Regions from separate parts of the Sus scrofa genome. Here region 2 is linked to region 1. Evidence: chromatin contacts called from public HiChIP or PLAC-seq data. All regions are on one chromosome and are shown on one strand. Each heading gives the region's core, a stretch centred on a gene start, on an enhancer-like site or on the middle of the called end of the contact. The rest is flanking DNA. Distances are from core to core; before and after follow the strand shown.

Region 1 (3,942 bases), core at 753-3,252:
CAATTTAGGGGCTTCTCTCAACTATTGAAGGAGTGGGGCTCAATTTAGCTGAAGCAGCCAGTGCTGCACCAACACATGATCGAAAGGCCCCAAGATCCACATCCTGGTGTGGGGGTGACAGGGAGGTGGCCTCCTGGGGGTGCTCCCCACCAGCCCGCAGGGCAGGGCCACGCAGCTTTCACAGCCACACACACTGGCAGCCCTGCTAGCTGCTTCCACTCAGCAAACAGTAAATGATACGGACCTTCCTGGCCCAGGACCCACTCACCTGACTTGGGGTCGGGGGTGGGTGGGGGAGTGAGAGCGCTGGAGGGCAGACTCCCCCACCGGATGACTAGAGTGCTGCACTCAAGACTCATGATTAGGGGTGGGGAAAGGTCTCCAGGTCTGCACCAGGAAAGAGCATCAACTTGAACCCTCTGCCTAGAGTATGCTTGCGGTCGGGCTCAGGCCTGGCCCGAGACACAGCCAACCAAACAGGCCAGCCAGGACCTCTGTTCCGGGCCACTCCCAGCTGCGTATGCTGTGCCCAGTGCTAAATGGGGGTTCTGGGAGGGAGGGGGAGAGGGTGTGAGTTTAGGGTGAGGCAGGAAGGTGAAGGTGTGGGGTATGTGGGGACCCTTGGGGCTTCTAGGGAGGAGCCATGCATGCTGGTACAGTGGGTCCAGCTGAATTCCTGATTAACATGCACACTGAAGACGGGGTGGGAGTGGGGGTGGGCAGAGGACAGAAATACCACCTTCCTGGACCCACCCCTGCTAACCCAAGAGGGGGGAGTGTTAAAGAGCACCCCCGCCCCCAACCAGTAGGAGCAGGGGGCTCAGAGTCTGGGTGTGGGTGGTGAAGGCGCTCCGGCTCCTCTCTGAATGCCCGAACTGGCTCGCCAGCAGGGGGCAGAGGAAGGGCTGGCCTGAGGCCCAGAGGGCAAGGCTGGCGCCCAGGGGGTGTGGGTGATGGCCAGAGCCCAGCTTCTCTCTAGAAAATCACTACACTACCACACACAAAGCTGGGGGTGGCGGGGAGCCCCAGGGAGGGCTGGATCTATCTAAACGACTCACAGGTGGCTGGGGGAAATGGGCCAGATGGCACAGATGCCAACACCCAGGGGTCACAACTAACAGGCAAGTGGAGAACAGCTAATCACTGCGGAGGGAGCGGGAGGGCAGCCGGGCACACAGCCCCCCTGAAGGGTCACTCGTCAAACTTCCCTTCCCGAATGTGCTCGAAGGAGAAGGGTAGGAATTTGAAACCGGTCCCGCTGTAGAATTTGTTCTGGAACTCCACCCTGGAGAAAGGGAAGAGGAGAGTCATCATTCCACAGACACCTTTGGGACTATGCAGCTGGGCCAGAAAAAGGCCCGACCCCAAGCTCCCCACTGCCCCCTGCTTCCCACGGCCCCGCAACCTCCAGCGTAGGACACCCAGGGCCTGCCCTCTGTGAGAGCGCAGGACACCAAGGCACAAGCCTGGTCTCAGTGCCTGCTCTGCGAGGGTGTGTTTATGCCGCGTTCTCGGTAGACGGCCTGAGTCTCTAACTACAACGGCGGGGGGGGGGGGGGGGGAGGTGTCCCCTCCTGGGCAGGCCCCCAGCAGACCTCCAAGGGAAGCCCCCGAGTGGCTGCAAGGAGCCCTGGCAGGCGCCACTGTTTTCTTGTTTCTCTTCTTGGGGGAGGAAGGAGAAGGGAGGCTTGCCAGCGAACAGTGGAGGCTTGGGGAGGAAATTCCCAGGAAAGGGGGAAGTTAGGAGCGGAAGTCTTCTCAAAGCAACGGCAAAAATATTTTCCAACTACAAAAACATCTGAGAAAGAATTCTCCTCTTGGGGACTGAAAGGAAAAACAGCTTTAACTCCCTTCCCCGCCACTCCACATCCATCCCTGATGGTCTCCTGGGCCCTTCCGACTCTGAGGGGGCAGGAAGAGGAGGACACGCCTGTAAGCAGAGTCAGGCTGCGAGCTCGCCCTGGACAGTTGCCCAGCAAGCAAACCACCACCAAATATGGGCAGAAAAATGCATGATTCAGAGGATAAAAAAGCCAAGGAGAGCTGCCCTGAAGAATAGTTTCCACTCAGTGCTGTGTGACCCTGGGGGCCCCCGATCCCTGTAAGAGCAGGCTGAGCTGGGGCCCAGGGTCGGCTGCGGGCAGGGCTCCAAGACACTGTCCACCTTCGTGCCCCTCACTCAGCCTTGAGCTTCAGACGGGCATCCTCCTTCCAAGCCCAGGGAGGAATGAGCCAAGCGGGGGAGGAGGCTCCGAGGCCCCTGACCCCAGGGCTGCTAGCTCCGCCCCTAGGGAGCCTCGGTAGACAGAGTTTTCTGTGTGGGCACACCAACAGGCAGGCTGCTCCCCAGCTTCACATTCCAGGGGCTGGGCTCAGGTGCCAAAGCCTCCCAGAGGAGGATCCCTATTGGTGCCTCGGCCACCGCTGCACCCAAGAAATGGGATCAGGAGGGGGCACTTCAAACTGAAGTCAGTCACAGGATTCAGCTTCACATCCCAACACCCCAAGAAGACCTTCCAGCTATGGAGGCCTCCTGGTGGGGGGAAGGGGGGGAGCGGGGGGAAGGTGCTGGGTTCCTGCTTCGTGCCCACTGCTGCTAAGACTCAATTCTTCTTGGAGTTCCCGTCGTGGCTCAGTGGTTAACAAATCTAAGAACCATGAGGTTGAAGGTTCGATCCCTGGCCTTGCTTAGTGGGTTAAGGATCCCATGTTGCCATGAGCTGTGGTGTAGGTTGCAAACGCAGCTCGGATCCAGCGTTGCTGTGGCTCTGGCATAGGCAGTTGGCTACAGCTCCGATTAGAACCCTAGCCTGGGGACCTCCATATGCTGCGGGAGTGGCCCCAGAAAAAAAGGCAAAAAGACAAAAAAAAAAAAAAAAAGACAATTCTTCATGTTGGGTAGGCTGTGTTTGAATATGACAATGGTATGTCATTTCATGAAATTTACAGCCAGATAGTGGGCAATTACCTTCAGGTCACTGAGGGATCTGGAACTCTGACCTAGCTGGTTAATCACACAAACAAGTCTAACTCCAAACAATGGTGAATAGACAAGCTTTAGATATTTTCGGATGCCCACTCTTCTCTCGGCAGAGCCCCTGCCTGCCTCATCTGTATCAGGGGACAGATAGCCTCTGATAAAGCCCCTGACACCACTTCTCCCACCAGCCGCTGCTCGAGGTTAGGGACTTAGGGGGGCCTTCACCAGCCTGACTCCACCGCCCCTCTCAGCCGTGCTCACCGGCTCCCAACACAAAGCTGGAAAGCATGGGCCCTGCTGGTCTCCCCACCCTCTTTCCCCTCCCAGCCAGGGAAACGTGTGCTTCCTGAGAAAGTAGGGCCCCGGGGGCTGCCCTGCAAGTTCTTCCTTCCTGAGGGGCTCTTCCTGGTGCGCCTCCAGTGCCCTGCCACACCCCAGGCCACTAAAATCCGTCTCAGGACTCAAAAGATGTGAGAGCCCTCAGGCAGTCAGCCGTCACCCCTTCCAGTTCCAACACTTGACAAAGGCCACCCAGGGGCCCAGAAGGACTAACTGGGAGTCCTTGGAGAGAGCGCTCCCGCTATGTGACAGAAACTTTTTCTTGCATGAATGAAGGGGTAAAGTCTGGACCTCTTCCCTTTCCTGTGGGGGTGTGACCGAGGAGACGCAGTTGCAGAAAGATGCCAGCTACCTTTTCTGTCCCTCTCTGAGCAGTGCCAGGCCTGGGACACACAGCTGGCTGATGGCCCACGTGCCAGGGCGATAAGGTCAGCCTGGGGCTACAGTTCAGGTGCTCTCATCCTCCTGAGCAGCCACTCCCTCAGCCACCCTGCGGTGTCCTGCTGTGGTGCCACTGCATTCCTTACAACAAACTGGTTCCCAAGTCTGTCCCTTTAGCCACCAGTCTGTGCATGTGCAACTGCAATCTGCTGGGTAAGGCGGCTGAAGCTCCTGTGAAGAGA
Region 2 (3,942 bases), core at 885-3,384, 270 kb after region 1:
CAAGGGCACGGATGACGGTTGCGCACCCACATATGAACACACACATTCTCTCTCTGCACCTAGAGAACCAGTCTTGTGGATTTGTACTCCCTTTGAGTTTATAGTGTCAGAGTCAGACTTTGGTCATGTTTTGTCTCCGTGACCATGAGAGCATGGGATCAGACAGTATGTCCAGCAGCTCTTTTACGGAACAGCACTGATAGCTTCCAAGTGGCATGTGAAGACAGTGAGATGGAACCTTCTCAATGTCCCAGAACCGCAAACCCCGCGAAGGTTTGAGTTTAGCCCCACGCTCAGCCAGACAAGTGTTTGCAACTCCATCCCCTCCTCAGTGGTTTTCTTTTTCGGGCTGAGGGGATAAATCCTGCAGGTGTTTTCTCCTAAGGTTCTGGCTTCTCTCCCCTTCACCCCACCCCCGCAGGGCAGGGTGCCCTTTGCGGTGCCTGACAAAGTCCTGTGGCCGCAGCTGTGCGAGGCGCTCAACATGAAATTCAAGGCCGAGGTGCAGAGCAACCGGGGCCTGACCAAGGAGAACCTCGTGTTCCTGGCGCAGAAGCTCTTCAACAGCAGCAGCAGCCATCTGGAGGACTACAGCGGCATGTCTGTGTCCTGGTCCCAGTTCAACAGGGTGAGGGCCCCCGCCTGCTGCAATCAGATCAGCCCCTCCAGGCCAGACCCCTCGGGAGCATCCCTGCCCCGGGCCCCCGTTCCTCATGCCTCTAATACACCATGCCCACGGTAATAGGAAGCCTCTGAAAGCCACATGCTTTGTGTGTGTGTGTGTAGAAAATTTTGTGCTTGAATATTTAAGCAAACGGCTTTGCATGCATTTTCTTCCTTTGTAAAGGAAACAGCAAAGCAAATGATCACATAACTCATGAGAAGTAAAGCTTTGGTGATGCTCAGAACTCCATGGCTCAGTCCCCTTGACTCTCTGAGGCTCCTTGAGTGTAATGCAAAGTCAGACTCCCATGGGGCCCTCAGCCCTCAAAAGAGGGTGCCAATGAAGGCCACATTTCCTCTAGCCTCAGGCAGTTCAGATGCCACCTGTCACATCTTCGATTTTAAATTGAACGTTTGTGTCTTTGCATCCATGGCCACCCCCGTGTTTTAAGTGCCCCAGTTCAAAGATCTCATAGTCTCTGAGTCTAACTCTTTTAAATGGCTGTGTGTTAACCAGCTAGCCAACAGGTTTGCTGGTAGTCAGAGGAGGTTCGATAGGGGAAGCAGGAGGCCTTGGTAGTCTGTCTTTTCCGTTGCAGAATCATGCCTTCCAGCAGAATCAGATAACTGCACTTTGCTGATAATTATTGCAGCAGCTGTATGATGGCGTGTTCTCTGTGGCCTCACAGTGTGATCTAGTCCAGTTCAAATTTACACATCACCTGGGCAGCTTGTTAAGGCGCAGGCTCAGCTTCAGCAGGTCTGAAATGGGGCTTGATATTTTGCGTTTCCCAGAGGCTCCCTGGCAACGCTGCCGCTGCGGGTCACAGACCACACATCAAAAACAGTAAAGGAGGGGGCCCAGTCTTTAGGGCCTTAGCCTCCTGTGACCCTCTTATGCCTGTCAAAGCAATAAAGCTATTCTTTTCTCCTTTGCTCCGCCCCCCCCCCCCAAAAGCAAAGAACAAGTCAGTCCAGATGCAGGGGCAAGTGTTTGTAGCCGAGATCCACGGACTGTTGGTAACTGCTCTGTGGTATTTCCCCCTTCTTCTGTCTTTTCCTCTCTATCCTGGTTTTTTTTTTTTTTTTGGTTGTAGGACCACTTGATCAAACTCAGGCAGGCGTGTATATTTCTATGATTCTGACAGTGTAGATGTTATTTTCCCTTTAATTTCACCAGTTAAAGTCTATACGGGTAATATCCTGAGGGTTCCTTCTGCCTATTTGTATTCATTTGTTGTCTCTCCAACCAGGAAAATTTACCAGGACGGAATTACACTTTCTGGCAGTGGTTTGATGGCGTGATGGAAGTGTTAAAAAAACATCTCAAGCCTCATTGGAACGATGGGTGAGAATCCTTTCTTAAGTTAGCAGTAGAGTTAGGAAGATGATCTTTCCGGCATTAAAACATCCCACTCTGCTTCTGCTCCTTTGGCATTTCTGATCCAGGGCTATTTTGGGTTTCGTGAACAAGCAACAGGCCCATGACCTACTCATTAACAAGCCCGACGGGACTTTCCTGCTGAGGTTCAGTGACTCTGAAATTGGTGGCATCACCATTGCTTGGAAGTTTGATTCTCGTGAGTGCCCCTCCCTTTTTTAAGACATATCTTGGCTCTCGTTAGCTGCTTTTGTTGCAAAATTACTTTAAGAAACAAGTTATTGAGTACATATTATTCTTTGGGGCCAGTGCTAATTATGGGAAGCACAAATGTATAACCATGACACAGCTGCAGCCTGTGTAAAATCTTCTGGGAAACAGTTACTAGTTTTGAGAAACACAAATGTACAAGGGGACATGGCCACCTGTAATGCAGCGCCCTGTCCCAAATCTCAGCTGCTTCTCATTTGAAATATTTGCCTTCTTATCACTCAACTTTGAACTTACTCCAGTAAAGAATTACTTTGTTGTTTGGAGTTGTTAAAGTGGAATAATATGCTATTTGAATCATTCCTTTATCCTATTATAAGAATATTGCCATTGGAGTTCCCATTGTGGCTCAGGTTAAGAATCTGACTAGTTGTGGTCCCATCATGGCTCAGTGGTTAACGAACCCAACTAGTATCCATGAGGACATGGTTCGATCCCTGGCCTTGCTCAGTGGGATAAGGATCCAGCATTGCCCTGAGCTGTGGTATAGATCGCAGATACGGCTCGGATCCCGTTACTGTGGCTGTGGTATATGCGAGCAGCTACAGCTCCCATTCAACCCCTAGTCTGGGAACTTCTATATACTGCCATGTGGCCTTAAAAAGAAAAATATATATATATGTTAATAGTTTTGAATAACTCTCACATATCTGCTGGCTGTGGATATGCTTTCTTTCTCTCTTACATACTTTTGTACAGGGAGTCAGGGACTGGAGCCAGCAAGCTATCTCTTCTAGAGAGAGACAGAATACTCTTTGAACTTGAAACTCCCTGAGATCATTAAATCTCTAGGGAAGTGGTATATGCATTACCTGCTTATAGTAATGAAAGTCTACCCATAACTTTTTTTTTTTTTTTTTTTTTTTTTTTTTTTGCTTTTTATGGTGTGGCATATGGAGGTTCCCAGGCTAGGGGTCAAATTGGAGCTGTATCCGCCAGCCTACACCACAGCCACAGCAACGCAGGATCCAAGCCACATCTGCAACCTACACCCCAGTTCCCAGCAACGCCAGATCCTTAACCCACTGAGGCCAGGAATCAAATCTGAGTCCTCATGAATGCTAGTCAGATTCGTTTCTACTGAGCCATGATGGGAACGCCCATGTTTATTTTTTTAATGGAGATTTTTATTGGAACAGTTTTAATGGAGAGCTATATTTGTAGTATATTTGGGTTTTAAGATTTCCTGTTCAGAGACCATATTTAGACTATGATTATTCTGTTTACTGATCTAGAGGAAAGAATGTTTTGGAATCTGATGCCTTTTACCACCAGAGACTTCTCTATCCGGTCCCTGGCAGACCGCTTGGGAGACCTGAATTACCTTATCTACGTGTTTCCTGATCGGCCAAAGGATGAAGTGTACTCCAAATATTACACCCCAGTTCCATGCGAGCCTGCCACCGGTAACAATGTTCGCATTCTGATTTGGTTTTGTTGTGATTTTGGTTTTGTTTTAGGTGTGTGTGTGTCTGTCTGTCTGGCATGAAAACCTGACAATTAACAATAACAACAATAACAAAAAAACCCACTCGTTACCATTTGGTCATTATCCAGGGCAAAGGTAAAACCTGGGCTCTATTTTTCTATCCCACAAAAAGCACATCTGCCACCAACCCCAAATATCA

What was found. HiChIP or PLAC-seq counts read pairs in DNA pulled down with a chosen protein or histone mark.
Region 2: a contact with region 1 is called in an H3K27ac HiChIP or PLAC-seq map of skeletal muscle. The contact joins two enhancer-like sites. A contact is called at or near these places in 3 of 47 Hi-C or Micro-C datasets (liver, retroperitoneal adipose tissue and subcutaneous adipose tissue) and 2 of 2 datasets of contacts at active chromatin or transcription factors (alveolar macrophages and skeletal muscle).

The regions. Positions count from the first base shown.
Region 1 is chr12:20,288,694-20,292,635 of Sscrofa11.1, forward strand. ATP6V0A1 (V-type proton ATPase 116 kDa subunit a) reads right to left here. Exons shown (of 22, transcript XM_013980945.2): 22 at 1-1,285. The coding sequence ends at 1,192. Among named protein-coding and RNA genes, the nearest start is that of HSD17B1, 19 kb to the left of the region's middle. Within about 2 kb of position 2,003, at least 53 of the 83 cell types and tissues checked have an H3K27ac peak or open chromatin away from gene starts, as enhancers often do. A contact at or near this core is called in skeletal muscle, where this site is marked.
Region 2 is chr12:20,562,542-20,566,483 of Sscrofa11.1, forward strand. STAT5B (signal transducer and activator of transcription 5B) reads left to right here. Exons shown (of 18, transcript NM_214168.1): 12 at 422-628; 13 at 1,917-2,011; 14 at 2,113-2,243; 15 at 3,550-3,720. Among named protein-coding and RNA genes, the nearest start is that of GHDC, 17 kb to the right of the region's middle. Within about 2 kb of position 2,135, at least 2 of the 83 cell types and tissues checked have an H3K27ac peak or open chromatin away from gene starts, as enhancers often do. A contact at or near this core is called in skeletal muscle, where this site is marked.